Linked DNA regions of Mus musculus: regions 1, 2, 3, 4, 5 and 6 are each linked to region 7. The links are chromatin contacts, called in public Hi-C and promoter capture Hi-C maps. All regions are on one chromosome and are shown on one strand. The core of a region is the stretch at or near the end of the contact, and the rest is flanking DNA. Distances in the headings are between cores, read along the strand shown. Region 1 has its middle 17 kb from the start of Prg2. Region 2 holds the start of Rtn4rl2 (reticulon 4 receptor-like 2). Region 3 holds the start of Clp1 (CLP1, cleavage and polyadenylation factor I subunit). Region 4 holds the start of Slc43a3 (solute carrier family 43, member 3). Region 5 holds the start of D930003E18Rik (RIKEN cDNA D930003E18 gene). Region 6 holds the start of Ube2l6 (ubiquitin-conjugating enzyme E2L 6). Region 7 holds the start of Itgav (integrin alpha V).

Region 1 (4,371 bases), core at 1,614-4,113, 1.2 Mb after region 7:
AATTCTGAGACATGCAGAAAACACTCATTTCCTGAGAGTTAGAAGTGATTCCTGGGAAACTAAGCAAGAAAGAAGTGAGAGCAGACTTCCTCCCCTGGGACTCTACGTAGAGCTCTGTCCCTGGGCAACCTCGTCCTGGTGTTTCATAGCAGGAAGCCATCAGCACAGGGTTCACAGAGTTTGAGTTGACTCATTGCACTTTCATTTAGTGCTGGACTTCAGCCACCAGCCTCTGGCAAAGAGCAGAGGCAACTGTCCTCACTAGGCCCCATGGTGAGCCTCCACTAGGGGATAGTACTATTCACAGGAGGCTTACTTAGCAGTTGGCTTAGGGATTTGTATGGTGTTCTCCTGAGGCCTGTTTGGCCAGAGAAGTGTATGTAATCAGTCCTATTTTATAGGTTAAAACCAGTGAGCTTATCAATGTTTATAAGCTTATGAAACATTTTATAAGTTATTAACCAGTGTCATCAAATAGTCACCGAAATCACGATTTCAAACATCTGTTTATGATGCTATCCCGTGGCTATGACTCCCCGTATATTCATCCATCCTGTCACTGGGTATTATGCCCTTACATATATTCTGGGGGTGTTGTGCCTCTACTTTCTTTCTGCTGTCAGCACAAGGGTCCCAGACCACCTGGCGTCATAGAACAGTTTAAGTAAGCAGACTAGAGAGTGAGGAACAATAGAAGTCAGAGAGTGGCCAGATGTTGTCAAGTCTCAGCAAAACTGTCACAAAGGGAGTTTCCAGAGAGTGATGTATAGAGACAAAAAGTCCCCAAATAAAAGGACCAAAAATAAAAAGGAAACTTTCTAGCAGTCAGATCCCAGGGACTTGTAATAACTTATTCAGGCAATCAGAGCCTGACTCCTACTGACCCCTGGTGCCTCACCTCAAATGGTCTCCGAGTAGGACGGGGTATTATGAGATTTACTCTGTAACAAAATAGAAAGCTGCCTCTTGAATTCTATTCTTTTTTCCCCCAAAGATTTACTTATTTATTTTATGTATGTGAGTGCACTGTAGCTGTCCTCAGTCACACCAGAAGAGGGCATTGGATCACATTACAGATGGTTGTGAGCCACCATGTGGTTGCTGGGAATTGAGGACCTCTGGAAGAGCAGTCAGTGCTCTTAATCACTCTCCAGCCCTTGAGTTCTATTCTTAACTACTATCAAAGAGCCCTATTCCCTCTCAGGAACAACTCTGTCTCTGTCTCTGTCTGTCTCTCTGTCTCTTTGTCTCTCTCTGTCTCTCTTTCTCTCTCTCTCTCTCTCTCTCTCTCTCTCTCTTTCTCTCTCTCTCACACACACACACACACACACACACACACACACACACACACACACACCGAGGGGGAGAATGTCTGCTCATTATTAAAATTGTTGTGAATGATGAGCCTGCTCAGTGGGTAAGGCACTTGATGCCGAGCCTGATGACTGGGGTTTGATTCTTGGGGGACCCACATGGTAGGAGGAGGGAAAGGACTGTTGTGAGTTGTCCTATGACCTCTACAGTTTCATGCCCCACATGTACACAAACAATCAAATAAACAAACAGTTTAAACTTTTATTTCACTTCTGGTCTGGTGCATGGTTTCACCATGCTGCCTCTGGCTCATGGTTCCTGTCATGACCCGATGTGCATCCCTTAATCCTCATTGATTATCTGATGCTAATTTATTCAGCTGAAGGTACTGCATGTCAATGCCACAGTACTGACAACACTCTTCCCCAGATTCAGTGCTTTGGGCAGACGAGCCATGTGGCTTTCTTTCTTTCTTTTTTTTTTAAGCTCCCTTCTCAGGAGACAGTAAGAGGCCCTCCCTTTAACATTCATCGTTGCTATGACATTTCTGTCCACTTCAAAGCCTGTTCCTGTGTTTTGTTGACCGATAAAGAGCTCACAGATGGGACCTCTTTGCTTCTGGGCATACAAGCAGCCTGTGTGGCTTCCCACAGTGAGGCTCACACACTAGCATGGTCTTAACGTCCTGGATTATGGCCACCCATACCAGATCCCATCCCAGAGGTTTTAAGTTCTGTTTTCTAACCCCAAACATTTGTTCATGTCTCCCATAACAGTTTGTTTCCTGGGTCCAATGTGTGTGTGAGAAAGACTCTAGGCGTTGCAGGTTTCAGCAGTGACCTTGGGGGCAGCAGTGTGGGGGTTGTGGGGACAAACCCTTTCTCACACCACAGTTCACATTCCCCAGATATAGGGGAGATAAAAATTCTGGTAAGTTTTGCCACAAGAATGAGAAAGAAATTATGGGAATTAAAGACTCAATTTGCCTTAGGCTCTGGCATTGGAATCTTGGAGTTCTGGGGCTGTGGTGCATGGCACCCTCCATTTCTTCACTGTAGAATGACAACAGGAATCTGTCCTGGAGCTGAGGAGCTGTGGACAAGGAGCTGAGGCTTCTTGGCATCTGGCTGATGCTAACCTCTACACCTTCCTCAAGGGAGAAGAATCCACACTGAGGCACGGGGAGAGTGAAAAAGTGGGGAAGATGGCTTTTTAGCAGGAGACAGAGGCTCAAGGAACGGTAGCAAAGGCTGCCCCTAGCATCTGCACACACTCACAAGTCTCAGTCTTCTGTCTCTCTTTGCCTTCCCTTCTTTCCACCACATCCTTAACTCCATGCAAAGCTTCCTTAGGAAGCTCTGGGGACGGTGGCCTCCCTAGAATGGGCACCTGTCCTAGACGTTTACACACAGTTCAGTCTGTTTCACCCAGATGCCTGACAACAGTTAGGTGCAGCCACCCATAAAGTTAACTTTACTAGGTGAAAGAGTACTGGTGCCTTGTGCACACTCCCCAGAGAAGGATTTGGTTAGAATTGTCAGGCTGAAACCTGCCAAGACCACACTTTTTTTTCTTCCTTCCTGCTATCTAGTTAGCTTGCATAGCTCATACCCAGGTGCAGATCTTCTAATTTAAATATTCCCCGGTCTGCTCTTTCTGACCCTGTTGCTCTGACCTAACACTCAGTTTTAAAATTACATGTTTACTTATTTATTGTGTGGGGGAGGGGCACGGGTTACAATGTGCACGTGAGGTAACTCCGGAGGTAGGTTCTCTTCTTCCATCTGTTGGTTGGCTCTTTCTTCCTACCTTGTGGGGATCAAACTTAGACTGCTAGGCTTGGCACCTACCCACCTTTCACATTTGTTTTAACCCTAGCATTTCTTTTAACTGTAACATAAAGATGAAGCGTCACAGGAAACCTCCAGCTGTTCAGAGGAGACTTGGCACACCGTACACAGACCACCTGCCTGGCCACAGGTGTGTTGATCATGGCTCCAGATGTTCTTGCGGTGACAAGGGAAGAGCAGAGAGAGGACATTTAAGTCCTGCTGGAGTCTGGAAAGCCACCACCTTAGGTTGAGGTGGAAAACCACCCTGTGAGCCTTAGCTCAGGGTTGTTTCTGCCCAGTGAAGTAGAGCACACTCTGCCCCACTGCTTGCGATGGGAAAACTTCAAAATGCAAAAGGAAACAACAGACTCCCTCATTATCCAAAACCTTAAGCTAAAGTCAATGAAAATATCAATCTTCATATTCATTTTTGTGTGTGTCATGTTTGTTTCTCCAGCAGTCAATGTGGAAAATTCAAATGCACAGAAATATCAGTACTTGGGAGAGGGCTCTTGATTTCTCTGGAGCCCAGGGGGTGGAGAGGAGAGAGCTGTTCTCACGTCCTCCGGCCAGGTGTCCTTGAGAGTTAGACAGCCATCTGGTTTTTTTGTTTTTGTTTTTTCTCCTTTATGCTTGAGAATGGAGGTTATCATGCCTACTCAGTGAGGAATGAGAATCAGTGGGGCTCCCTATGAATATGCTGGCCCTGCCACACAGTAGGTCCATAATTAATGACACACCGCGTTTTCATGAAGGATGCAAAAATCACCTTACAAAGGTATGCTCCACTTAAGTGTGACATAGTTCGATCTCTTCCTCTGAGTAAGTTCTACCCTACCCATCGTTATCTCCTGCAGGTCCTTCACCTTCTGGCTCCGATTTCTCCATCTTTCCCTATCGGTTACCTACTCTGAGTTTTCACACAGAAACAGTCATAGCTCTGAGCCTGCAGCTGGCAAGCACAGAATTACAATTCCAAATGAGTATCTGTCAGACCCTCAGTGGGAGCAACTGACTTGATCCACAAGGTGATAAACTTGTATGTAAAAGATACTCAGGCTGGATGAAAATGACAGCACTGGATTGTAACCCTAGCACAAGAGGTGAAGGGTGAAGGGTCACAAGGTCGAGGTCATCTTGAGCTACACAATGCAGCAAACACTGCCAAAACGAACAAGCAAAACAGCCCTTGAATGTCTCCTTGTGAGTGACAGTTGAGTTAGAA
Region 2 (4,227 bases), core at 1,200-3,699, 1.2 Mb after region 7:
GCCTTTTCTGCAAGCCTCCCTCACCCTCTGTTAACCCCCTAACATGAATGGCGTATGGGACCAGAGAAGGACTCAATCTACTCTTGAGCCCTTACTGCATGCCAGTACTCCATTTATGCATGCTGCCCTCTTTATCCACAGAACCCAACCTGTCATGGCCCCTGGGGAGATCAATAGTACAAAGGCCCCAACCTTTCTAGGAAGGGAAGAAGACTTCACTCTGAAGTCCAAGTGTAATGTGGGACCCAGAGCTGAAAGAGCACACACTGGACTGTGGACCAAGGACCTGCTCTGACCTTTCTTTCAGAGTCCCCTTCCCCCATCATACCTTCTCAATAAGATATGCTGGCCTAGAGGTAAAGGGAATATAGGTACTGTGCCCAGATGCTCAGTCTTGGAACAACCACAATACTAGCTGTTCAGGGTCGGGGGTCAGGGTCACGGGGTGGGGGTGGGGACAGGACAGGATGGACATAGGCTCTCTCCATAGATTTCCACTCCTAGGTTCCAGGCTCTGGTTACTCTAGAGCACAGCACAATTGAGAGTCAAGAAGAGGTGATCAGTGACCAAAGGCATAGCCAGATCTGGCCACAGGAGGGAGTGGAGAGAGACTACAACATGATATTGATCCCCGGAAGGCTAAGGTACCCAGAGCCAAAAGGATCCATTCACCAAGGGATCATGGTCAAAGCCCAAGGGCTGCCAGACCTTGGAGTACCCAGGATCTGAGATAAAGTTCTCAGCTTGTGCCAGCCGTTAGGCCAGAGGCCCCTGGGAATAAGAAACTTGAGGAGGAAGGGGTGGGGGGCAGTGTCCAAGGCAGGAACCAGGGTGCACCATAATAGGGCAGAGATGTCCCAGTAAAAGTAGACAGGCCTCTAGTTGTAGAAAGAAGGTGCTGGGTCCTAAATACAAGCACCATCTGCACACCTCAAACGCTGCCTCAGAGAAGAGCCAGGGGCCTGCCAGGCAGATGCTGAGGGGGCAGAGGGTGAGGAGGTGGGGGGCCTTGGGAGTGGCAGGGGGGCGATGGCATACCAGTGACGCAGGGGCCTGAGGAGGCACCGATGCAGGTGACTGGAGGCTTTAAAGCTGCTGCAAACAGCTTCTCACTCTGCCAGAATGTAACACCCCAAAATAAGCAGCTACTGTGGGGCGGCAGGATCCGACGTCGGGGCTTGGAGATATAAATGGCAGCGCTGAGGCAGCCCAGGTACCCACCCCAAGGAGGCTGCCCCCCACCCCCACACACAAAGTGCTCACGCTCCTTCCCTCAGCTCTAACCCAGACCCCGAGCTCAGGGTCCTTTGGACTAGCCCAGCAGCTACTCCTGAGAGAAGGGCTATACCAGGCAGGCGCTTTGGAATGGAGAGCTTCCCACGTGGAAGTGGTTACCAGAGCCTCTTTGTCTACTCCCTGGGCACCATCGCTTCTCTTCCATCTCCTTCTCTGGCTTCTGTTGACATCCTAATCCGTCTCAAATCACTCTACCGCGTAGGGATCCCGGCCCCCACCCCTGGTGACCATTTTCCTGGTGTCTGAGTCTTACATCTATCCTTCCTCACTAGCTTCCGCTGGTTTCTAGTCCTCCCATCCCCTTTCCATTCCAATCTCCTAGAGCCCCAGTCCTCACCCTTCCGGTTATCTCCCCCCCCCCCCCCGCTCCCCTCTAGCTTTTTATGCCCCTGTACACCTCTCTCCTGAACTGGTCACCCTCTCCTCCCTCTTCCTTGGTCTTCCCCTGGACCCCAGTTTCTGGTCGTCTAACCTTTATGCCTCCTCCTACCCCTCCTTTATCCCGCCCCCCACCTCCTCTTTCTCACCCCCACCTCCCTAGACACTTTTCTCATCCTGACTCCCCTCCTCCCTCCGACCCCTACCCTCCCCGCCCCCAGTCTCCAGCCCACACCCTTGGCTGTCACTCAGTGCTCGGAACTAGCCTCCTTTTAGCCCCTCCATCTATGCGACTAGGCAGGGCCATTGGGGAATCTCTCTCTACCCCCTTCATTCCCAGGCAGACCCCTACCCACATGGCTTGTCTTCCCAGGTGACTGGAAAGTGCTGAGACACCGGGCACGAGGAGTTGCTGAGTCGGCGCTTCCCCAGCCGGCCCGAGTCCTCAGCGTCCCCCCGGAGCAGGTGGAGCCGGGACAACAGAACCTGAGCCTCTTTCTCCTCCTCCCAGCCAGCTCGGTCTGCCCTCCGCGTCCCCCCTTGGTCACGAGCTCCCCGCACATTCCCGCAGGCTCCAAGCCCAGTGCCCTCCTGCGGCTGGCAGCTCTGGGGGCGGAGGCGCCGCTCCCGCGCTAAGCGGTTTTTTGCTCCCTACCCACCCCACCCCCTTCACTGCCCCACCCTCGTGCCCAAGGAGAGGGGCGCCTCTCTCTCTAGTGTCCTCCCGCCGGCCGGTGTCCCTACCTTGCAGCAGGCGCCGGAGCCCGGGCAGCATCTTGTCTCGACGATCGGGGGAGGGGGCGGCGGGGGGGAGGGCACTCCCACTCGCTCCCTTATCCCGCCGGACAGACGGCGGGGACTCCGCGGGGCTCCGTAAGGACCCGGGGAGTCCCGGGCTACGTAGCGGGGCTGCGGAGTTCTACCCTGCGCCCCCCGGACTCCGTGCCTCGGAAGGAGCCATCGGCCCCGACGGGACGGGGCGGGGCACGACGGGATGGAAAGGGCTGGGTTGACCCTGGACACCCGGTGTCCGCGCCCCTTCAGCAGCGCGGCCCCGCAGGGAGTCGGTTAGTCGGTCGGTCCGTGCGCCCCGGCTGCTCGCCGAGGGAGAGTGGGGACAGCGAAGAAGCGCTCCCCCCCCCCCCCCATTCCCGCACTCGCTGGCTCCTCCCTCGCTTCCCGGCCTGCCGGTTTAACCCTTTGCTGGCTACTAGGAGGAGGGAGTAGTTCTCCATCTAGACCACTCAGTCTCCGGCCCCCTCCCAACCTTGGGAGATCGGGAAGGCTGTGTTCCCGTAGCCTCTGCGGCGCCATGCCTTTAGAGAAATCCCTTCTTGGTGTGTGTGTGTGTGTGTGTGTGTGTGTGTGTGTGTGTGTGTGTGCGCGCGCGCGCGCGCATGCAGTAGTGTTAAGTCCCCTCCCCACCCCCACCCCCTGACTTGTTCAGGGTGAGGATTTCCCAACTTTCCCAGAAGATATGCAGTTTCAGAGCAGTTTCCCACTCAGCGCCCCTCCTCCTGCCCTGCCCTTCGCGATCGTTTGCGTCCCTTAAAGACTGCAAAATGTCACGTTTTCTTTTCTTCCTAGACCCTCAGGGCGGTTTGCATAGCTATAGGACCAGTGTGTCTAGGAGTTCGTGTGAGCAAGTGTATGTGCGCGTGCTCGCGCGCGCAGACGCTTGGGCAGGTGTAGCTGAGTGCTGGCCTTTTATTCCTGTCGGGAACCAGGACCAGGGCGGGAGTACTAGTGTGTGCTCGCTGGTTTCTGCTCTGGTTGAGCCACGCGAGGGCTGTGTGAAATTCTGCGCGCTCGAGTTCGGGATGGGAGGAGAAGGGAATAAATGTTCAGGTGTGTTGTATGTACCTTAAAGCTTTTTACAAATGGGTGTAAGTTTGAGCGTGCGTGCGAATTGTGTGCGTGTGTGAACGCGCGCGCGTGCGCGCGTGTATTTACGTGATATGTCCCAAAGGGTATGATTTCTTATCTCTCGCCAGAGGGCAGAAGAGGATCCAAAAGTGGTAGCAGACTGCTGGTTCACAAAAACTTCTAACCCTCTTCTTACCAAGGGGCGGATAGGGGCCTCATAGGGTCCCTAGACGCCTCTATCCTGGCGGAGTCAGCCAATCCCTGACCTCAGCGCCTTATTTTAAAAGCCTCAACGCCTTTCGCCCTAGTCTTGGTCAGTCCAAGGTGCCTAGTACACGGTTTTTGATAACCCCCGTATGAAGGGAGCCGCTTGGGGAACTGTCGCCAAGCGGCGCACGCGGGGTTGGGATTGCTGCAGTGGTGCCTACGGCGGCGGTGCCAGGGCCATCTGGATGCAGTCGGACCCTGCCTGCGAGTGGAGCGGAGGAACCCTTAGTCCAGGCACGGGCTCCTCTTCATACCTGTGCCTGGGTCCAACGCTGTGCACGGCATACAGTCGGCGCTTTATATATGCTAGTCTCATTCTTCTCATTCACTCCACGCACCTTTTATAATCTGCCATTCTTCTCTCGTACTCATTCGATTTCTCTCATTTTCTCCCCCAACTCTTATTCATATTTTATGAT
Region 3 (3,792 bases), core at 688-3,187, 1.0 Mb after region 7:
TGACTTATGTTAAAATGATCTTATGAAATCAGGTGGCAGTAATACCACACCAAAAAATAAAAATAAGAAAGGCAATTATATTCAAAAGGAAAATTTTGCAGTTCTAAGTAACAAAGTTCCCTACTTCCTACCCTGATTGTAACTTTTCCCTCCACCCCCTCTTAAATTCCAGTTCTGACCTTATTGTAAAGCTTGATGTTGGTGCCAGGCGTGGTGGAGCCAAAATGATACACAAGAGGGGCCTGGATGGAGAAACCTTCTTCCACATCTGCTGGACGCTCAATGTACAGGGCCCCCATGGTACCAGGGATGGACACAGAGCCCTGGCCTACATCTAACTCCACGTAAGTAGGACGGCGGCCCAAACGCACTGCGTAGTTGAGTAGCAGTCGACACACAGTGGACTTGCCCACATCAGTAGGACCTACTACCATCACTCGGGGACCTCTCTCTTCTTCCTTTTCTGCCTGCCTCCGCATCTGCTCCAAGGCTGTATGAGTGTTGAGGTAAAGCAACATAGGGGTGTCCTTAGAGACATAAGCCACCTCAGTCCGGCCACTCAACTGCAGAGAACAGCCATGCCAAGTGAAAACAGCCACCTTGGCACCAGCATCAAAAGTGAATTTCTTGTTTCTGGTCAGCTCTGTGCCAAAGATCTCCGCCATGCCAGCCAACAACTCCAACTGAACCGATTGAGAGGCCTCCACCTCAAATCGAAGCTCTGTTTCTCGCTCTAGTTCAAACTTAGTCGTTGGCTTCTTGTCATCATTGGATTCCTCGCTCATCTTTCCAGTAAAGCTGACGTGCCTAGGACCCAAATTAAACATTTGATTAAATCACCACATCAGGCCACTATTCAAAAAAATCTTCCACTGGTTTAGTCCCTTTATCTTTTTCTGCAGTTCTTATTGCTGCCAGACTCACTGTTTACAGCCAGTCTCTCCACAACCAGAAGCTAAAGGTGTTTTGTTTTGTTTTGTTTGTTTCTCTGTGTAGCCCTAGCTGTCCCGGAATGCTCTGTAGACCAGGCTGCCCTGGAACTCAGAAATCCACCTGCCTCTGCCTCCCAAGTGCTGGGATTAAACACGTGCGCCTCCACTATCCAGCAGTAAAGGTATTTTTGTTTGCTCCTGGGCCTCTGGTAGGTGGAATAGTAACACACCTCAACAAAAAGTAAGAGTGAATGACTAGGACATAAAAAGAAAACTACCTACCGATGTAACTAACAGGAGATTTGAATTGCATAGTCTTTCCTCCATCACTCTATTGGAAAACAAAGTAACACATGCCCATTGTCCAGCTCCCTTAGCCAACACGAAACAAGCTCTGAATCGTATGCAAAGAACAGGACACTGGGTGCAGACTCAGAAAACAGTTGCATGTCCAACTCTGGGACTACTAGTAGTTACTTACTATAATCCAACGACTTAATACCTGAACCAACTCCCCAGCTGCTATATGGTGGGCTTTTACACGTCCTCTTGTAACGGTGCTGGGCCGGGAATAACAAGGACCACAGTTGGAAAAACAAAACATTGTAAATTAGAAACTACTGCCGGGCAGTGGTGGCACACGCCTTTTAGTCCTTGCACTTGAAAGGCGGAGGCAGAGGCAGGTGGATTTCTGAGTTCCAGGACAGCCAGGGTTACACATAGAAACCCTGTCTCGAAATAACAACAACAAACAAACAACAAACTACCAAAGAAATTTAAATTACTATTTCTAATTCTGAACCACAATTCTGGGTCTAGTTAGCTCCGACACCAAAATCTGCCGGGGCTTCTCAAAGGTAATTGGGATCCTTAAGCCTTACCTATACGGGCACGGACTCAAAACCAGCTTCACAGAAACCTGGGACCTCTGGAAACCTCCGACCTCAGCAAACCTCGGACCTCAGCAAACCACGAATAACGTTCACCTAAATACTAGCCGGAAAGCAAAGGCGGTTCCGCAATTGCGCAGTAGTAGAAGACGCGATCGCGTGATGCATCTTGGGACCTGTAGTTTGGAGTGAGTGAGCGCGCGTCGCCGCTTGGCCCTCTGGGAAATATAGTTCAAGGATTGTTCGGTGACCCGCGGAGGTGGGCGGGGCAGCGCCGTCACTTTGTGTGGGAAGACGACCGGAGGCGGAGAGGAGAAGTTGCTGGTTCGCCCTCGGGAGGGAGGTGGTTATAGGGTCTCTCCCTATCTGCTGTCCAGGAAAGCTAAGGGCGACCAGAAAGGGAGAGGCATTGCATCACTGTCTAGATCAGAGCTCTGCTCGACTAGACCACAAGCCAAAAAGTGGGGAAGTTAGCCTAAGCCGGAGACCCAGGCAGCTGGAAAGTGGCAGAAACACGCGCACGCGCACGCGAACACACACACATCAGGTCAAGCAGTACCCATTTGAGTCTATGCGGAACTGGCACATAGAAGAAACAAAGTGTAATTCTCCCTCTCTCCCTGCCCCCACCCCCACCTCCTCTGTATGCTCAAGGTGCCAACCTGGCACTCCATGAGATTCTCCTGCCTCTGATCTGACTTCTGGGATTTACAGACTTAAGCCAATAACCAGGCTGATTTTTTTACTTTAGTAAATATAGAATAAAAGTCCTATGATTTCTTTCGTTTATCTTATGAATCAGTCATTATCCAACAACTTCTGCCAGATTCTAAACTGTTTCTCTATGCACATCTGACAGTTATTCAAAATCGTTGACACCACTGCTAACTGGTTCCACGCCTATAATCCACTTCATGAGTATGGCCTTTGGAAACTTATATTATTTTACTGCCTGACAGGCTCCCTTTCCCTGAGACATCTCTTGTCTATAAAATGGGAATAATAACAGTATTCAACCTCCTAAAGTTGTTTTGAAGATTAGATGAGACATATGTGCTAAGCACAATGCCTATAATATAGAAAGTATCTGATGTTAGCCTTAAGTTTTTATTATAGACTGGGGAGACTATAATATCTGTTTATACATTTTTCAAAGTAGTTCCAGGTGTCTGTGTCACTGTACCCAACAAGCCGGGCAGTGGTGGCGCACGCCTTTAATCCCAGCACTTGGAAGGCAGAGGCAGTCGGATTTCTGAGTTCAAGGCCAGCCTGGTCTACAAAGTGAGTTCTAGGACAACCAGGGCTATACAGAGAAACCCTGTCTCGAAAAAAAAACAAAAAAACAAAAAAAAAAAAATACCCAACAAACCCAGGTAGGTATAACATCTCCAATTTCATCTGAGGAGAAAACTAGGCTAATCAGTGACATTTGCTCAAGAACTCAGTTATTAGTAGAGGTAGACTTTTGTTGTTTTTGTTGCTACTACTGCTGCTGCTGTTTTAAGACAGTGTCTTCACTGTTCTGGCTGTCTTGGAACTCACTACATACACCAGACTGGCCTCAAACAGAGATCCACTTGCCTCTGCCCCCAGAGTACTGGATTTAAAAACATTAAAGGTGGATTTAAAGGCTTAAAGGTAGATCTTTTTTTTTTTCTTTTTTTTTTTCTTTTTTTTTTTTTTTTTGATGGTTCATTTCTTTTTTTTTTTTGGTTTTTCGAGACAGGGTTTCTGTGTAGCCCTGGCTGTCCTGGAACTCACTCTGTAGACCAGGCTGACCTTGAACTCAGAAATCCTCCTGTCTCTGCCTCCCAAGTGCTGGGATTAAAGGCGTATGCCACCACGCCTGGCAAGGGTTCATTTCTTTTGCCAACTTAATTGAATCAGTCCTTGGACACCAAGGGTGGTGCAACTTTGGGTGTATCTGTGAAAGGATTTCAGAAAAATGCAACTGAAGAGGAAGATTTGCC
Region 4 (4,084 bases), core at 1,079-3,578, 1.2 Mb after region 7:
AATTTACTTTTTAATTTCTAAAGAAAGGACATGTTTTCTGCAATGTCTCAATATCTGGTGTTAAGACTGGAGAAGTTAAGAGCAGTTAAGAGCAGAGGTTTGGGAGTTGGCAGTTTGGGCTGTGAGGCATGATCTTGGGGCAAAGTCCTTTCAGGATTCTCCACTAAACTCCCTCTCTGGCCCAGATAACTACAAATTGGAAATCTCACCTAGCCTGCTGAATCCGCTCCAGGTGGACTTCACTTTGAGGACAGCTCCTATAACTAAGGTGCTTTGAACCCGTTTTAGTGGGGCAGCTAGTGGGTCTGTGGTCTCTCCCTCTGCAGTAAGTCACTTGAATAGTCTTTTTTGATACTTTGTTTGGGTGGTGATCGGGACCTCACTTCCTGGTGCTTGCCTTCCCACCATCTCCCTGTAGAAAGAGGGCCGAGCCAGGAAGCTGGGCATCTAATGCAAAAAGGCAGCTCTCTCTCCAAGGAGAACTGTGGTTCAGGCAAGGAAGACATTGGCTCATTTGCTCTGGGCTGGAGAGCAGCACAGCTGGTTAGGCCAGCTATTTCATGCTGATCACAAGCTCCGATGGGCAATTATAAATGTCTTTGATTAATAAAAAATGGGATGGTGAATGAATAGTTAATCAATGCAGTCTGGCAGGAAGGCTCTCTCGGAGCCTGGGCTGGGGGTTTCAGCAGGGGCGGGGGGAACAGTGAAAAGGATCCTTAGAGGGGAAAGGCAAGGCCCCCTCCAGTGATGGTTCCTGATAAGCACCTCTGTCCTGATTCCAGCTTCATGATTTTTATGGTGGGGTTTTCTTGGCAGCTCTGGGGATAAACGTGAGGTGGGGAGCGAGTGATGAGCAAGTGGGAAACAGTTTGTATGGTGCCCACCCGAGGGGGCAAGGTAATGCGGAAACACAATGGCATCCACATGCAGTTGCTTTTGATCCCTATGTCTGGCCCAGCGCCTGGAACTGTGTTAAAACAAGCTTAGTTAGGGCAGCTGAGGCAGGATTACCTAAAGCTTAAAGTCAGTCAAAAGAGAGCAAAAAAGACCCTGTCTGAATCCTAGACAACTGTTGGGATAGGAAAAAAGAAGAGTTTTTTTTTTTTAATTAATTAATTAAATTAATTTTAAACTCCAGATTTTATCCACCCTCCGACTGCCCTCTGAAAGACCCAACCAAGCAGCTGAAAGAGTCAGATGCAGATATTTGCACCCAACCAATTGACAGTTTTTGTTTGTTTGTTTGTTTGTTTTTTGGTTTTTCCAGACAGGGTTTCTCTGTATAGCCTTGGCTGTCCTGGAACTCACTTTGTAGACTAGGCTGGCCTTGAACTCAGAAATCCGACTGCCTCTGCCTCCTGGGTGGGATTAAAGGTGTGTGCCACCACACCCGGCTTTTTTTTTTTTGAAAGAGACTCTTTTATTTTACAAGTTGGCAAATGTCGCTTAAAAGCTTTGTCTGAGGAAATCCCAGTCTCTGGTATATGTAAGTGATGTTTGGAGGAGATAACTTGTTCCCTTGCCTCAGGTTATGCCAGCTATTTTCTTTTTTTTTTTATTATTTATTTTTTTTATTACATATTTTCCTCAATTACATTTCCAATGCTATCCCAAAAGTCCCCCATACCCTCCCCCCACTTCCCTACCCACCCATTCCCATTTTTTTGGCCCTGGCGTTCCCCTGTACTGGGGCATATACAGTTTGCGTGTCCAATGGGCCTCTCTTTCCAGTGATGGCCGACTAGGCCATCTTTTGATACATATGCAGCTAGAGTCAAGAGCTCCGGGTTACTGGTTAGTTCATAATGTTGTTCCACCTATAGGGTTGCAGATCCCTTTAGCTCCTTGGGTACTTTCTCTAGCTCCTCCATTGGGAGCCCTGTGATCCATCCATTAGCTGACTGTGAGCATCCACTTCTGTGTTTGCTAGGCCCCGGCATAGTCTCACAAGAGACAGCTACATCTGGGTCCTTTTGATAAAATCTTGCTAGTGTATGCAATGGTGTCAGCGTTTGGATGCTGATTATGGGTTGGATCCCTGGATATGGCAGTCTCTACATGGTCCATCCTTTCATCTCAGCTCCAAACTTTGTCTCTGTAACTCCTTCCATGGGTGTTTTGTTCCCACTTCTAAGGAGGGGCATAGTGTCCACACTTCAGTCTTCATTCTTCTTGAGTTTCATGTGTTTAGCAAATTGCAAAGAAGGAAGTGGTGGAGACAGGGGAGGGTCCCAAGCTCTTACTGGAGGAGACAAGCAGGAGGCGGCCAACCTGAGGCAGAGGACTAGGAGGGGCCATGAGAGCGGGAAACCGGCCCATCGCGGGTAGGACTGGAAGGATACTGGCCGGGTCTGGCCGAGCTGGGCTGGGTCTGGCTGAGCAGAGCAGAGCCGAGCCGGGCAAAGCTCGACAGGGAGGCTCTGGGCGGAGGGTAGTGGAAGGCGGTAGCCTGGTGGCGGCGAGGCTGCGGCGACAGAGATCCGGGAGAGAGTTGCTGCCGGCTGGAGCGCGACCTCTTGCCTGGTGGAAGTTAGTGACTGTCGGTAGAGGCAGCGGGAGGGTGGGTGGGGGTGGGGGATGGGAATTGTGGTCCGAGACAAGGCTCTTGTTGGGATATTTTTCATAGTGACCAAGTAGCCGTGAGACCTTGGGGCAAGTTCAGAAAACCTTCGGAAGTTTTTGTTTTTGCCGCACTGAAGAGTTCCCGCTGTAGACCGAACATTTATTTGTCAGGCCTTCGAATGGCTCAGGGTGGCTGCTCCTCTGGTGGACTGTATTCAGGCTTTCAAGTCGGGGGTTCTGGGGGGGTGGGAGGGGAGCTCCTACCTCTGCTTGTGATGTCCCCAAACATTAGGCAGGATGTGTGTGTGTGTGTGTGTTTTTTTTCCTATGTGGCATGTGTTGCCATTGAGACCTGCCTTATCTTCTTACCCATGGGTAGTTTCGCGGGTTCTGTGAATGAAAGGATGTATGGACGGTATTTTGGCGGGGGGTGGGTGTTGGGGGTGCGTGGGCGTTGTTTTTGTTTTTCCATGTTTGGGAATGAATTCTAGATAACATTCTATGGCTCAACCGCATTCGCTGGTCATGTATGAAAGTTTTTATTTTCCAAATCCTCACGGCCTTTCTCCTGAGGACCCCTTTCCCTCGGTGTCTTTTTCCCAAGCTTCCTGTACCAGGCTACTTCTGCCTCATTTTCCAGGCTCCATGGTTATTCCATGGCGTTTCTTGCTCAACCCAGAGACAGCTGGAACAAGAGGGCTCATTGAAGTCGAGAGCTTGCCAAAGGAATTTCCCACACATCACTACCAGTGGTCCTCTCTGAAGCTCAGGACAGGATTTGTGGACTCACTTCACCTCAGACCATGGCAAGCAAGGGCTTGCCCCTTTACTTGGCCACCTTGTTGACTGGACTCTTGGAATGCATCGGTTTTGCTGGTGTCCTCTTTGGCTGGACTTCACTGTTGTTTGTGTTCAAAGCAGAAAACTACTTTTCAGAGCCCTGTGAACAGGACTGCTTGCTCCAGAGCAATGTAACAGGGCCTTCTGGTAAGGACAAAGATGGCTTTTTCATAGGAAGCTGTGCTTGGTTCCTGGGAGTTGGGAAAGAATAGGAAGGTCTCTGTGCTTTACCCACCCTGCCAGCCTTTCCATGGGGGGGGGGGACTGTCAGCCCCCTCTCACCCCTTATGTGGAGGCTATCAAATGGGGAAGGAAGCACCTGGTTTTAGAGGGGGACCTTTAGAGACCAATATATTTTAATGCACCTTGGTAGCTTTCTGGTCAGCAAAGTTGTTCAAGGTAGAGGGGAGTCTGGTCTGGGCACTGACCTGGCAGGAAGGTTGGGGTGCGTCAGATTCTGTCTCACATAATCAGGGTTCCTAAGAGCTTTTCTCTCCCAGATTTAAAAGCGCAGGATGAGAAGTTCTCACTCATCTTTACCCTGGCATCCTTCATGAATAACTTCATGACCTTTCCCACTGGCTACATCTTTGACCGCTTCAAGACTACTGTGGCCCGCCTGATAGCCATGTAAGCCTGGGCAGAAGCAAGGGAGAGGGAGTGGTGTGTGGGAGACCAG
Region 5 (4,337 bases), core at 432-2,931, 1.1 Mb after region 7:
TAACAACCCAGGCTGCCCTGAGACCAGGCTGGCCTCAAACTTGAGAGCTCTGCCTGCCTCTCCCTCCTGAGTGCTGGGATGAAATGCGTGCACCACCAGCTCTGGTCCGTCCTTTTCACTCTTAATGCACCGAGTTAACCCGTACCCGTATTTTCCTGCAGCATAATTACTTCCTTAATCTGTCCAAACAAGTACTGAATAGCGTTCCTGTTTTACAGATGGGGAAATTGAGGCCAGGTGGACTGAATGGTTTACCAAAAGATCAATCATTTAGCGACAGGAAGCACCTGATCACTGAATCTTGCGAAATAATGACAACAGCGGCAACAATGAACATTTATTATGCTCACCAAGTCAAGTGTACCCAGCATTAATTACTACTGCATCCTAATTCTATCTCCTCTTGACAGGCCGGCAAATGCTGTTATCCAAATTTATAGAGAAGGAAACAAGCTTTGAGAGATTAAGTTGCCCAAGGTAACTCGGGCTAGACAGCTTTCAAAATGCAGACTCTTAACTGGAGCATATAAACTCCAAAAGAGTTCCCGACTCTTTTGGAAAAGAATCCTTTTCAACTTCACAGTTCAAGACCCCACCCTAGCCTTTCCAGCATCCAGTTTAACTTCAGCCAAGTTTTTGGTTGTTTTGAACAAAGATGTAGAGAATGCTGTCAAACGTTAGTTCAGGGGGTCAACAGAGAAGCTGGGGGTCGAGAGTGGAAATTTAGGCGCCCCGGGCGCACTGGGTAAGAAAAGTATCTGGGGACCAACAGGCGAGTCACGTGTGCATGAAACTCGACCTAAGGGGTGGGGAAGGACGGGAACCCCCGCCCCCACCTTGGGGCGCTGCTCCCAACGCCTGTAAATACAGCTATCAACTCCGCAGATCGCGTAGTCCATGCCCTGGCTTCCCGGCTTCACCTATCTGTGGCGCCAGGACGGTTCCCAGATCCACTGCTTCTTTCGAGGGCGCAGACGAGGTGAGACCGGCGGTTCCGAGGCCCGCTGGGTCTGGCACGCAGGGAAGACACCCCGCGTGGATGCGATTTGGAATTGGGATCCTGGGTCTCAGGAGATCCGGAGTGTGGAAGCGCCGGGGAGACTCTGTGTTACTCCGGGTGTCAACAGCTGCGGGAGGCAAGTTTGTCGGGGACAGGTGAGCAGCTAGCGCAGCTCAAAGTCACCCAGCCACACTTGCAGGTCCCTGTGAAGCGTCCGTTACCTGAGTCTCTGGGCACATTGTTCCCTCTGTCCGACCCCTTCATTCTCCCCTTCTTCTCTTCCACTCTGTTTAGAACCACGGTTGTCATTATAGGATGGGACCTCGGGGATCCCTGATTCAAAAGCCCCGTTTCACAGATGAGGGGCTGGGCCACCCCCTAGAGAAGGGTCTCTTTCTCTTCGTCTTTCTTGTTTGCTCTTCCCCTGATCATTTCCTCTAGGCTCGCCCGGGTCTTGCTTCGGGTCCCCGGGTCAGATCGCCTCCCTTGTTGGCGGTGGCTACCGCGGCCCTGGAGGGCTCGGGTTTCTTCGTTCCCTCTGGTAAACACACCCGCCCGCCGGCCACCCCATCTGCCTCCTTATAAAGTATGTCCTTATAAAGTCTGCAGGCACCGGACTTCCTGCCGGAGCCCAAGCCCCCTCCCAGGGACAGAGGGGCTGGCGCGTTCCCAGGCGCGCGGCGGAATGAGGGGCGCGCGGAGGCGCCACGGGGCCCGCCCAGGGTCTCCCTCCACGTGGCAGCCGTGGGATTGGCCCAGGAGACAGGACGAGCGCCGCCGGCTGTGTCAGGCGGGAGGAAGTTTTCTACCCGGGCTCTGGAGAGGAGGAGTAGAATGAAAGGCGTAACTAGAATAGAGGGTCTCGGGGTAGCCCCAGACTTCCCTTTCCGCCTCCTGCTCGCTTCTGAGAATCCGATCTGGTGCCTAGAGGCTGGCTAGCTGTGGGCCAGAGGTGGCTACAGAGCACGGTGTGCCCCTTGGTGACTTTGAGAGACTTTGGGAACTTGGGGGGTTGTCTCCTGGAGCGGGATCGGGGCGCCCTGGCTCGGGTAGGCAAGCCCGGCAGCGCGCCAGGAAGTTGCTTCGCTCAGACCAGACCTTTCTGGTTCCTGATAGCGCCCTGCGGGCCAGTGGCGCGTTCGCTCCTGGCACTGCCAGAGCGCGCGGAGCCAGCTCCGCAGCACCGGGCTCTATGGGGCCTCCATGAAGGCTCCATCTCTTTGGCTCCAGGGGTCTCAGGAGCCACCATGATGGAGTACCCTTCCCAAGGGCCGCTAGGAAGCCCTTCTCTGAGCGCTCTGTTTCTCTGCAGAGTCTCGGCCACCATGGCTCCCACGCTGAAGCAGGCGTACCGCAGGCGCTGGTGGATGGCTTGCACCGCTGTGGTGGAGAACCTCTTCTTCTCCGCGGTGCTCCTGGGCTGGGCCTCCCTGCTGATCATGCTCAAGAAGGAAGGCTTCTATTCCAGCCTGTGCCCAGGTATATCTGAGAAGGGTGTGGGGGTGGGAGGTGAAGACCGCGAGGGACGGTAGAAGGAGGAGGCAGGAAGTTGGAAAACAAGGACAGGTGGTCAGGCAGAGACAAAGCGACAAAGCAGGGCTGCCCAAGACCGGAACACTGGGCAGCTAGGAATTGGACAGCCTCACTTCATGATCTCTTCAAACTTCAGGTGCCACTCTGTCAGGATTCTCTGATTCAGTGATGAGTGAAAGCCAAAGTCCCACTAGGCATACATATCCTGAGACTGATTGCCTATGACAACCTTCTGTCTAGAGTAGTCCGTAGACTCTTAGAAGTTCTGCACCTACCTGGATAAGGAATGCTCAAGTTAAACAGGTCTTTTGTGTGTGTGTGCTAGCAAGCATTGAACTACATCACCAATACACAGAGAGTTCTTAATGAGATCAAACAGAAGTACACAAACTGGAGAATGGACGTGAAGGACCTATACTCTTGGTCTTTTCAGGACCTTGGAGTTCCCAGGTCTACAAATCATCCCTTTTGTACAAAGTTAAAAGCCTTATTTCCTCTAGAATGGATATTTGTGGAGCGTTTGTTTCTGTTTTCCACACCAATCACCTTGGTCTTGTGTAAAGTGACCCGGACCTGGAGTGGGAATTCTAAACTCTTTGAGAATAGTTAGTGCAGCCAGAGGCTGCCTGTCTGCATCTGTCCGTCAGGGAGGGAGCGCCTCACTTAGTGACTGGGACTTGGTGGATATTTTTCTTTTCTGGAAAGGAGAGTGTTGTGCTCAGTGAAGGGGCTGTGTGGTGTGCAGTTTGATGTCTCTCCTGTCTCTTTCCCCACATCCTTGTTGTGGAAAGAAGGCCAACAGGGATTGGAATCCCGGCTTCCATCTCATTTAACCAGTGAGTTCCTTGCAAATTGAGTGTCCATTACCTAGAAACAATAGTAACATCAGTTCCCTGGATGACTAAGTCTCAACACACATGTGAATGTCCTTCTGGCTTCTCCTGACTCTTCAGCTCAACCTGTTGCCTCATTGCTTAGCCTGTGAGTGTGGGAGGATGGAAAACCATTTCCTTGAGGGTGGAGGTGAGGAGGTCTTGATATCTATCCTTACTTGCAGCTCCAGCTATACTGTGGGGCTGCCCCACCCCTGCTGAAGTTATCTCTAAGGAAGCAGTGGGTTGCACCCAGCTATGGCACTCAGCCCAGGTGCCTGGCCCCAGTTACAGAGGGCTGGGGCTGGAGATGATGGAGTTAGTGTGAGGCCTAGGAAGGCAGGGTGGATTCCTTGAGGAAGAAGTCTGAAATGGAATGATAGGCTTGCATTTCAGGATGGTTGAGAGGACCAGGTGGGTCCTTAGGGACCCCCACCCACAGGAGATTCAAATCCCTCTGAGCTTTCTCTGGAGACTAGAGAGCACCATCCCTTTGTTGTCTGGTGGCCTTGATGTCTGCTATAACCCATCCAGTGGCTTCTCCCTGTCTTCTGTACTTGGAGGTAATAGGCTTTCACTAAGAATTCTTTAGGAGAAATTGATTTACCTTGTACATTTTGATGATGTTTGATAAATATATACACTCTAGTAATTATCACAAGTCAATATTTACAACATTTCCACCCCCCCCCCAGAACTTTTAAGGGCCTGGGATATGTATAAGTCTCTTATTTGTAACATACAATATAGTAGCTTCAAGAATATCCAGTGTTTTATACTCATCCCCACAAATTTTAGAGCATATACGTATCCCCAAAAGCCACACTGTACCATGACCAACACCAGCTCTCTGTTCTCTCTCTAGGCAACCACTTGTCTGCTTTCTGTCAGAGATTGGCTATGACAAATACCAGCTATACCCATTTGGAATG
Region 6 (4,107 bases), core at 1,162-3,661, 1.1 Mb after region 7:
CAGGTAGAAAGTTCCCCTAAGCCAGGGGCTTGGGAGTGGGGTCCTTCACTGCTGTGCATCATCTGTACTCTGTCCCCCAAGTATATAAGCACCCCACACTCCCTTTCATCACTAAACCCATCTTCCATATGTAATCACACTAACAAATGGCTTCTCATGCCTTCTACCTACAGCCATGACCATTCATTGCCTATTCTATCTTACCACAAGCATAACCCATGCCATAGCTTGGGCAAGAACAAAGGCTTAGGTATAACACAGATCTTGAATGGACATTTTTCTGGGCTGAAGATGCAGCTCAGTTGGTAGAGTGTTTGTCTAGCGTGCACAAAACCCTGGGTTCAATCCTCAGCACTGCACAACACTTGATAAAGCAGTGCACATCCATGATCCCATGTCTTAGGGTATGAGACGGAGGCATAAGAATCCTGAAATTAAAGGTTCAGCTGGTGAGATGGCTCAGTGGGGAGGTGCACTTGTTGATCTTCCAGAGGACCAGAGGACTTGGGTTCAATTCCCAGCACCCACATGGTGACTGATGACTGTCTCTAGCCCCAGTTCCAGAAGATCTAATGCTCTCATTTGCTTCTGCTAGGCATGCAGGTAGTTAACAGATATATATGCAGGCAGGAATCCATACACATAAAATTAAATTAAATGATTTTTAAAAAATTAAAGGCCATTGTTAGCTGCATATCAAGTTTAAGACCAATCTGAACAACACAAAATGGTATTTAAAAAAAAAATACTGGGGCTGGAGAGATGGCTCAATTGTTAAGAGCACTGACTGCTCTTCCAGAGGTCCTAAGTTCAATTCCCAGCAACCACATGGTGGCTCACAACCATCTGTAATGAGATCTGGTGCCCTCTTCTGGTGTGTCTGAAGATAGCTACAATTTATTCATATATAGAAAATAAATAAATAAATAAATAAATAAGTAAAAAATACTGAAGGGAAATTTTCTCTCTGTGTTTCAACTGCTTGAGAGCCCCTCAGAGGACAAACACCACAATTTCTCCATCTGATGTGTTCCATCGATAGTACCTGGCACTTGGTGTTAACTAAGACTACTAACCAGAAATGGGTTCAAATGCCCTTATCTCCAAACTATATTTAGGGATTGCTGATGGTGTCCTGCTTATTGCTGGCATTTAGAAGGTATCTGGTTAAAGTTATTGAACTGAAAAAAGAACCCAGAATCTTTTTTTCTTTTTCAAGATTTACTTTATTTACTATATGTAAGTACACTGTAGCTGTCTTCAGACACACCAGAAGAGGGCGTCAGATCTCATTTCAGATGGTTGTGAGCCACCATGTGGTTACTGGGATTTGAATTCAGTACCTCTGTAATAGCAGTCAATGCTCTTAACTGCTGAGCCATCTCTCCAGCCCCAGAATCATTTTTCAAGCACATCCTATATGTAAGCAGAGCAGATATTTGGTTCCTGGACAGGAAAATAAAAATCATGTGACCTACTGGGTCAAAATCTTGGGCTTCAAAATATGCTAATTTCTGGGCTGGAATGGGTGAGGCAGGTAGGTGGATTCCCTTCTAACTCTAGAACTTCTTCCAGAGGCTGGGGGCTGCTATTACACCTTGGCCTCGACTTGAGCTGGGATGAGGGGGGTCTTTACTCTTGCGCAGAGGGCTAGAGACTTCTTGGCTGTTCATTTGGACACACAGTAGTTCCATAGTTTGTAATCAGTTGGTGATAAAATATAATAGGCTCCTGAAATCTATCTCGAGGCTTCAGCCACCCATCGTTTTCCCAAATTGCCACACAGCAGACACTTTCTATGTGTTCAGTAGAGTAAAACACAGAACGCCCAAAATAAAAGCGAATGAGTCCAACAGCGTCCTCTAGTGGTGCTCGGGCACCAAGCAACCTAAAAGAAGCATCGCTGCGTTTCTGCCCATCTGCTGGACTGTACCACTCAGGGAGCGGTCCTCGGAGGACATAAAGTCTATACTGACCCCCCCCCCCCCACTCTCTTTTAGAACGGAGCACTGAACCCACAAAGGCAAAGTGACTTGGCCCAGGATTCTGAGACTTTCTTTAGAGGTGGTAGGTTCACAATTCCATTGCGGAGGTCGCAGAGAGCCCTGCCCCGGAGCTACTTTGCATCAAGAGTATCTCATCTGTGCTTTGGGCGAGTTTGCTCTCAGCGTCCGGGGAGCTGACAGAGGCTGGAGATGAATCCCATCCTGGCTTCTACGAGATGTACCCCGCAAGATGCAGGAACCAAGAGGAGCAGTGCGCTCCACCGACGTAGTCTCTGATCTGCAAGGAGCATGAGTTGCTGAGATACGAGATCGCCAAGCTGGGCACTCGACTGCAGCCTCCAGATATCCACCAAAGGGGTGGGGAGCAGGTCTTTGCAGCTAGAGTCGGTGTGGGTGGAGTGGAGCGTGGGCGGGGCTCGGGAGCTGCAGTTCAGAGAGCGGTGTCCTGCTGGAATCTGCTGGTGCCCCACGCTCCAACCCGAGATGATGGCCAGCAAGCGAGTGGCGAAAGTAAGCCTATGTAGGATGACCCTTTCCTTGTGCCCCTTCCCGCCCTGCCCTAACCTTTCCGCCCTGCCCTAACCCTCCCCTGCCCCCTTGCTCTCTGAGCTTTTTTTGTTATTTGGGTACCAGGGCTGGCTGAAACTCAGGTATCCTCACCTTTTCCCAATGGAGAAATGGGAGGAGAAAGGCGCGGTGTGTGTGTGTGTGTGTGTGTGTGTGTGTGTGTGCGCGCGCGCGCGCGCGAGAAGGAGGGAGAAAGAGAGGAGGAAGGGAGGGGGCCTGATTGAGAAGGTCTGGAAAAAAAAGTTGTCATCAGCTTCAAAAAAAGTTGTCATCAGCTGTACTGGCCACGAGAATGAACTGGTCTTTCCAAATGGTTTCCAATGTATTGGGCTTTCCAAACTGGTTTCATTTTCAATTTCTGCTGGAAATTTATTAGTGGAACTTATCTAAGGCACAGGAAGGGCTCTGTTGCTCCGCCTAGTGGATACACCCATAATTTGATACCTACATTACCCGAGGCCACAGAAGAGTGATGTTGGGCGGTGGGGTGGTGAATGGACAGACCGTGAAATAAAACGTACAGACTAGTTCCTGGATGAGAAGTAACAATTTATGCTCTGAGTAGGTTATTTGTATGCAGTCCTGCTCCAGCTACTAAACGCCTACTTTGTACTAGCCCAGTGCCAGGCAGCAGGAGCAGAAAAGGAACAGAAATCTTGTTCCGTTTGAACGTTCATTTCTATGAGACACTATTTGGTACTATCTGAAAGAATGAAAAAAGGGCAGTTTCCTTAGGAATGTCTAGACCGCTGAATGGAGCCAGGATTAGAGATCGTGGAGGAGAAATGCTCGTGAGCCAGGGCTGGTACCGCTAGGCTTTGAGTCTCCCCGAAGTGCTCCTCTAGTCTGCAGAATTGAGGGGAAGGCTTCCTCAGGAGACAGAAGGGATGGTTGCTGGCCTCATGTTTCTCTCTCTCTCTCTCTCTCTCTCTCTCTCTCTCTCTCTCTCTCTCTCTCTCTCCCTTTCTTTCTTTCTTTCTTTCTTTCTTTCTTTCTTTCTTTCTTTCTTTCTTTCTTTCTTTCTTTCTTTCCTTCTTTCTTTCCGAGACAGGGTTTCCCTGGCTGTCCTGGAACTCACTTTGTAGACCAGGCTGGCCTCGAACTCAGAAATCCGCCTGCCTCTGCCTCCCCAGTGCTGGGATTAAAGGCGTGTGCCACCCAGCTGGCCTCATCTTTCAAAAAGAAAATTCTTTTGAGATGGAGAAGTCCAGAGCAGACCCAAAACAGAACTAAACTTTGTTGGTTTTAGGCTGGTACTAAATGGGGCAAAGGGTAATTTGCTACCTCAACGCTAAAAGGTAGACTGGCTTTTGTTGCTCCGGAATTGTCAGCACCAGGCAGTTTGTTTTATTTAACTCTTAGAACAACTGTGAGATAACTGTGTCTTCCCATTTCATGGAAGAGGAAACTGAGACATCAGGGAGAGTAACGTGGCTGGCCAGTGATATTCTGCAGAAGTAATGGGGCTGGAATTTGAGCCCAGACTGATAAGAGTCTAACTCACAGGGCTTTTCCTGCCTGTTTGCCTTCACTT
Region 7 (4,286 bases), core at 41-2,540:
TTATTTTTTACATTTTAAAAATCAACTTGCTTAACCCAACTAAGGCTATCCACACCCCCACACATGATTACTTATGTTATGAGATGAATGCATGCTGACACTGAGGTGTTTTTTCTGCTGTGTGAGACAGGGATCTTCTTATGTTGACTGGGCTCAGGGGGGCCTACTGCCTCTGTGCTTAGTCTGGGACTGATTTTTAATAACTGTTTTGGGAAAATAGTTCAAATTCTCCACTACTTTACTTGGAAGTATGCAAGGCCTAAGCAATGCATTTATATTTAATCATTTTATCCTATTGACCAAATTCTTCATTCCTTCTTCTTTCTTCGTCTCACCCTTCTCCTCTTCCTCCTCTTCCTTCTTATCTTGCTCCTCCTCTTCCTCTTCCTCCTCCCTTCTGAGACAAGGTCTTACCTGTAGGCCTGGCCAGCCTGGAATTTGCTACACAGACCAGATCCTCCTGCTTCTCACTTCATGGTGCTAGGATTAAAAGCATTTGCCACCACATTAAAAGCATGGATCACCACTCCCGGCCCATTCATCAAATTGTTTAGCACTTGATATACATAGAACACAGGAATACTGAGCAAATTTACAAAAACAAACAAAAAAAAACCAAAAAAAACCAAAACAAAACAAAAAAGACTTATTTTGTGTGTATGGGTGTGACCCACGTACATGCCTGATACACACAGAGGCCAGAAGAAGAATTGGAACTGGAAAGCAAGAAACAGAAAAGAAAAAAGGAAAGGAAGTAAAAGAAAGAAAAGAGAAGATCCAAGCACAGGCTTGAAGTCTTCTGGGTGGATTTGAGAGGCTCATCACCTAAACTTTGCCTTGCAACGTTTTTGTCAGCCAGTGAGATCCAGTTCCACACACCGCATCCGGGAGGAGCTGTGCTAGCCCTCTGGGAGTTTATAATTAAGTTCAGTGTGTGGAGGATGGAAGGGGAGGGAAATGGCATATAATTACAGAGTTCTGTTGGTGAGCGCCTGCCGGGCTAAGTGGCAGAAGTAAGAGAAGCGGATAAAGCTTTCCGCATTCTTAAACAAAAGTCCCTCAGAAGTGCCTGGAGGAACCAGGGAACGGGGTGTGCCTGGTTCTTTTTCTTTTGATTGCAGCCAGTCCCCGGCTTGCAGGGCTTCGGCTGGAGGCGCGCTGCCACTGCCCCCCTGGTCCTTTGGATCTGGGCCGCAGTCCCGGGACAGCCTCGGAGGACCGGCCGCCAGCGCGCACGGAAGTGCGCCCGGCCTTCTCCTGTGGGAGGCCACCGTGAGCGCGACTTCCTCTTTCGGCGGGGCGGCCCGGCCTGGCCGGCTCCTCCTCCTCCCCGGCCTCCTCCCCCAGTCCGGGCTGCTCACGGTTCCGAGGTACTGTGCTCGCCCCGCCACTTCTCAGCGCCAGGCACCGCGCGAGCCAGCGACAGAGCCGGAGTCCCGGGTCGGACACCGCTCCTCCTGGGTGCCGCCCGGCTCAGCTTCGCGCCGCCCGGCCGCCCCGCCGCCCTTGACCGCAAGCGCACAGCACAGCTCGGCAGTTCGGGGGCGCGCAGGCGGCGGGCCGCGGCCACCGAGCACCGGGACAGGGACTGAAGTCTTTCGGCTCTGCGCCCCGCGCGCGCCCCGGCGATGGCTGCTCCCGGGCGCCTGCTGCTACGCCCTCGCCCCGGCGGCCTCCTGCTGCTGCTGCCGGGTCTCCTGCTGCCCCTCGCCGACGCCTTCAACCTGGACGTCGAAAGTCCCGCCGAGTATGCGGGTCCCGAGGGAAGTTACTTCGGATTCGCCGTGGACTTCTTCGAGCCCAGCACGTCCTCGTAAGTGGCCGCGCTCGAGTCCCCAGGCGCCCCCTCCCCCACCGCGCACCCTCAGCGGATCCGCACCCAGCCGCTGGCTCCAGGGTCCTCCCGGCCCCAAACCCGCCTACTCTCTCCATGCCGCGGCTGGCCCAGGTCTGGCATGGATGAAACTTTTGTGGGGATGACCTAACCTGACACTCAGCATCCAGTTTCACCGTGTCCCCAACTTCTTCTGATTGGCTGGGGACAGTGCGAGAGAGCTTTGAAGGAGCTCTGTTAAGCATCCAGGAAAAGTGAGACATCTGTACAGGCTTGTCCTGCGAGACTTTTGGCCATCTCTTGTCATTCCGTAACTTGCTTCACTTGGCCCCAGAATTTTTTTCTTCCGTATCAACCAGTTAGCCTCTTCCTAGTGCTTTTTGCTTTCTGAAATTAGCTCTTCCTTCGTCTGATTCTCTCTCTCTCGCTCTCTCTCTCTCTCTCTCTCGGTTTTTTTCCCACTCCTCTTCTAGACACTCCGATGACTAAAGTGACCAAATTGTTGTATTAATTTGTAAAGGACTATGAGACCTTTGCGCGTTTAAGGTCCACCAGATGAATGGAATGCGTCATCTGCTCCTTTCTAGTCCACTATTTAGGTCATTGTTCAGACAGAGCGAGGGTGTTTGCTGAGTTTTCACTCTCTGCAGGTCACTTCAATGCTGAAGAATACAGCAGGTCACGTAGGCTTTCAAATTACTCACGTCCCGTGTTGCAAAGTTCCTGAGGATTTGTGACGGCTAATGTCGTGTTTTTGGATTAAAGTTGTCTTTGACTCAACGCTGGCATCATTCTCATCCCTACTAGTGTAGGAAACCCCGATTAAATTGATGTTTTTCATGTCTATTACATTGTATTTCCAAAGAAACGGTTTCTTTAGTTACTTCTTAGTGTACCCCTTGGGGTAACAACATATTTTTTTTTTACCACAAACCCCCAACTCCCCCCCCAATTTAGTTTTGGGGAGGTGCAAGGCATAATTTTGATGGGTAGGTGATACAAGGTTCATTTGAAGGTGACCTAAGTATTTGTCTGAGGTAGTTGGGGCAGCCTCCAGGGTTTGTCACCGTTTTCCTGAACACTGATGAGTATCATAGGAACCAGTCCTTAAAGCAACCTGTAGCTTGGGTGGGGTTGGCAAAAATCGACATTGTTTATGTAGAGCACGGTTTGATTCACATTGTCAGTGCTTTCTGTTAGACCTGAGCTCACACTCTCCAAAAAAACAAAAACAAAACCAAAAAACCACAGAAGCACCAATTGCAGACATTTAACCACTCCCGCCATGCGAATGATCTCTTTGTATGGATAGAGTAGAGCTTGGGGTTCTACTCAGGGGCCCAGGCTGCTGAGTCTGTAATATACCTCTGAGCTACAGCCACATCCACTCTATCAGACCGCTTTAGTTAGCTCACTGTTTAAAAGTTTCTCCTTTCCATGTATTTTTTGTTTGTTTGTTTGTTTTTGGTTTTTCGAGACAGGGTTTCTCTGTATAGCTCTGGCCATCCTGGAACTCACTTTGTAGACCAGGCTGGCCTCGAACTCAGAAATGCGCCTGCCTCTGCTTCCCGAGTGCTGGGATTAAAGACGTGCACCACCACACCCGGCTCCATGTATTTTTTTAATTGTATGCTTTTTACATCATGGCCACTGCACTTGCCCCCTGGGTGTATCTTTTAGATTAAATTATACAGAAATTTTTCTGACTGAAAATATATTCTCTGCCTTACAGGAATTAGCAGTTAAATACTTCAGAGTTGATGGAGTGTTTTGCAGATGTTATTACTTTTTACTGTTATTAATTTAGTTGGTTTTTGTTTTTGTTTGTTTGTTTGTTTGTTTTTTTGCTTCTGTTTGTCTATGGCAAAGATTTAGTATCCAAGATACATCCAGAAACATGGCAGGCTGGCAAGCTTTTAATTGTCTTTTGCCATGGAAAACAGCAGTTTTGAGCTGTTGGTGGTATTTACTATTGTTGATTGCAAGGAATGTAACTAATCTTTGGAAAACATATGGATATGCAATGAGCTCATACATTTACACAGTCTCATGTTTACAGGAACTTATGCATGAGTTTTAATAGTAAGATATTGTGGAACTTTGGAGATTGCATGTTGTATTTTGAAACAGTCACTATCAACTTTGGTACCAAGAGACCAGCCTAACATAAAAAAGAAAGCAACTTTGAGGGGCCCCCTCCCTCCCAATACACCTAAACAACGGTTTATACTTACTGACTCTTCCAGATTAAATGAAGATTATTACAAAATTATACTTAATCTTAAAATAGAAAAAAACCAAAACCAAACAAAATTTCAGATGGTGGTAGCACATGCTTAAATCCTAGGACTCTGGAAGCAGAGTCAGGCAGATCTCTGAGTTGAAGGCCAGCCTGGTTTACAGAAAGAATTCGGGGATAGCCAGGACTACACAGAGAAAAGCTACCTCATCC

What was found. Promoter capture Hi-C pulls out the DNA fragments that hold promoters and counts their contacts. Hi-C and Micro-C count contacts between places; a contact is called where the count stands out from the background. Capture Hi-C pulls out chosen DNA fragments and counts their contacts.
Region 1: a contact with region 7 is called in a Hi-C map of B cells, with 7 read pairs. The contact joins the enhancer-like site here to the promoter of Itgav in region 7. A contact is called at or near these places in 1 of 39 promoter capture datasets (pre-B cells) and 1 of 484 Hi-C or Micro-C datasets (B cells).
Region 2: a promoter capture Hi-C map of pre-B cells shows a contact between it and region 7, with 4 times the contacts expected there. The contact joins the promoter of Rtn4rl2 here to the promoter of Itgav in region 7. A contact is called at or near these places in 6 of 39 promoter capture datasets (the C10 cell line, cranial neural crest, neutrophils and 2 more), 1 of 484 Hi-C or Micro-C datasets (B cells) and 1 of 115 datasets of contacts at active chromatin or transcription factors (embryonic stem cells).
Region 3: a contact with region 7 is called in a promoter capture Hi-C map of liver, with 5 times the contacts expected there. The contact joins the promoter of Clp1 here to the promoter of Itgav in region 7. A contact is called at or near these places in 13 of 39 promoter capture datasets (the C10 cell line, the HPC-7 cell line, HPC-7-derived erythroid cells and 9 more), 4 of 484 Hi-C or Micro-C datasets (CD4 T cells, CD8 T cells, liver and 1 more), 6 of 115 datasets of contacts at active chromatin or transcription factors (bone marrow-derived macrophages, embryonic stem cells, kidney and 3 more) and 2 of 9 other capture datasets (adipose tissue and liver).
Region 4: a Hi-C map of B cells shows a contact between it and region 7, with 6 read pairs. The contact joins the promoter of Slc43a3 here to the promoter of Itgav in region 7. A contact is called at or near these places in 2 of 39 promoter capture datasets (HPC-7-derived erythroid cells and pre-B cells), 1 of 484 Hi-C or Micro-C datasets (B cells) and 1 of 115 datasets of contacts at active chromatin or transcription factors (fibro-adipogenic progenitors).
Region 5: a contact with region 7 is called in a promoter capture Hi-C map of liver, with 3 times the contacts expected there. The contact joins the promoter of D930003E18Rik here to the promoter of Itgav in region 7. A contact is called at or near these places in 8 of 39 promoter capture datasets (the C10 cell line, HPC-7-derived erythroid cells, cranial neural crest and 3 more), 2 of 115 datasets of contacts at active chromatin or transcription factors (embryonic forebrain and extraembryonic endoderm stem cells) and 2 of 9 other capture datasets (adipose tissue and liver).
Region 6: a contact with region 7 is called in a promoter capture Hi-C map of liver, with 2.8 times the contacts expected there. The contact joins the promoter of Ube2l6 here to the promoter of Itgav in region 7. A contact is called at or near these places in 3 of 39 promoter capture datasets (liver, neutrophils and pre-B cells), 4 of 115 datasets of contacts at active chromatin or transcription factors (embryonic stem cells and large pre-B cells) and 1 of 9 other capture datasets (liver).

What each region holds. Positions count from the first base shown.
Region 1 is chr2:84,961,353-84,965,723 of GRCm38.p6, forward strand. No RefSeq gene overlaps it. Among named protein-coding and RNA genes, the nearest start is that of Prg2, 17 kb to the right of the region's middle. Within about 2 kb of position 2,864, at least 47 of the 459 cell types and tissues checked have an H3K27ac peak or open chromatin away from gene starts, as enhancers often do. A contact at or near this core is called in B cells, where this site is marked.
Region 2 is chr2:84,884,243-84,888,469 of GRCm38.p6, forward strand. It overlaps Rtn4rl2 (reticulon 4 receptor-like 2), which reads right to left and starts at 2,450. Exons shown (of 3, transcript NM_199223.1): 1 at 2,420-2,450. The coding sequence starts at 2,450.
Region 3 is chr2:84,725,350-84,729,141 of GRCm38.p6, forward strand. It overlaps Clp1 (CLP1, cleavage and polyadenylation factor I subunit), which reads right to left and starts at 1,938. Exons shown (of 3, transcript NM_133840.3): 1 at 1,814-1,938; 2 at 180-807. The coding sequence starts at 785.
Region 4 is chr2:84,934,318-84,938,401 of GRCm38.p6, forward strand. It overlaps Slc43a3 (solute carrier family 43, member 3), which reads left to right and starts at 2,329. Exons shown (of 13, transcript NM_021398.3): 1 at 2,329-2,532; 2 at 3,206-3,552; 3 at 3,906-4,035. The coding sequence starts at 3,369.
Region 5 is chr2:84,838,527-84,842,863 of GRCm38.p6, forward strand. It overlaps D930003E18Rik (RIKEN cDNA D930003E18 gene), which reads right to left and starts at 1,682. Exons shown (of 2, transcript NR_165656.1): 1 at 1,222-1,682; 2 at 324-1,127. It overlaps Slc43a1 (solute carrier family 43, member 1), which reads left to right and starts at 2,100. Exons shown (of 14, transcript NM_001083809.1): 1 at 2,100-2,479. The coding sequence starts at 2,248.
Region 6 is chr2:84,796,417-84,800,523 of GRCm38.p6, forward strand. Ube2l6 (ubiquitin-conjugating enzyme E2L 6) reads left to right here and starts at 2,412. Exons shown (of 4, transcript NM_019949.2): 1 at 2,412-2,516. The coding sequence starts at 2,490.
Region 7 is chr2:83,723,107-83,727,392 of GRCm38.p6, forward strand. It overlaps Itgav (integrin alpha V), which reads left to right and starts at 1,291. Exons shown (of 30, transcript NM_008402.3): 1 at 1,291-1,813. The coding sequence starts at 1,629.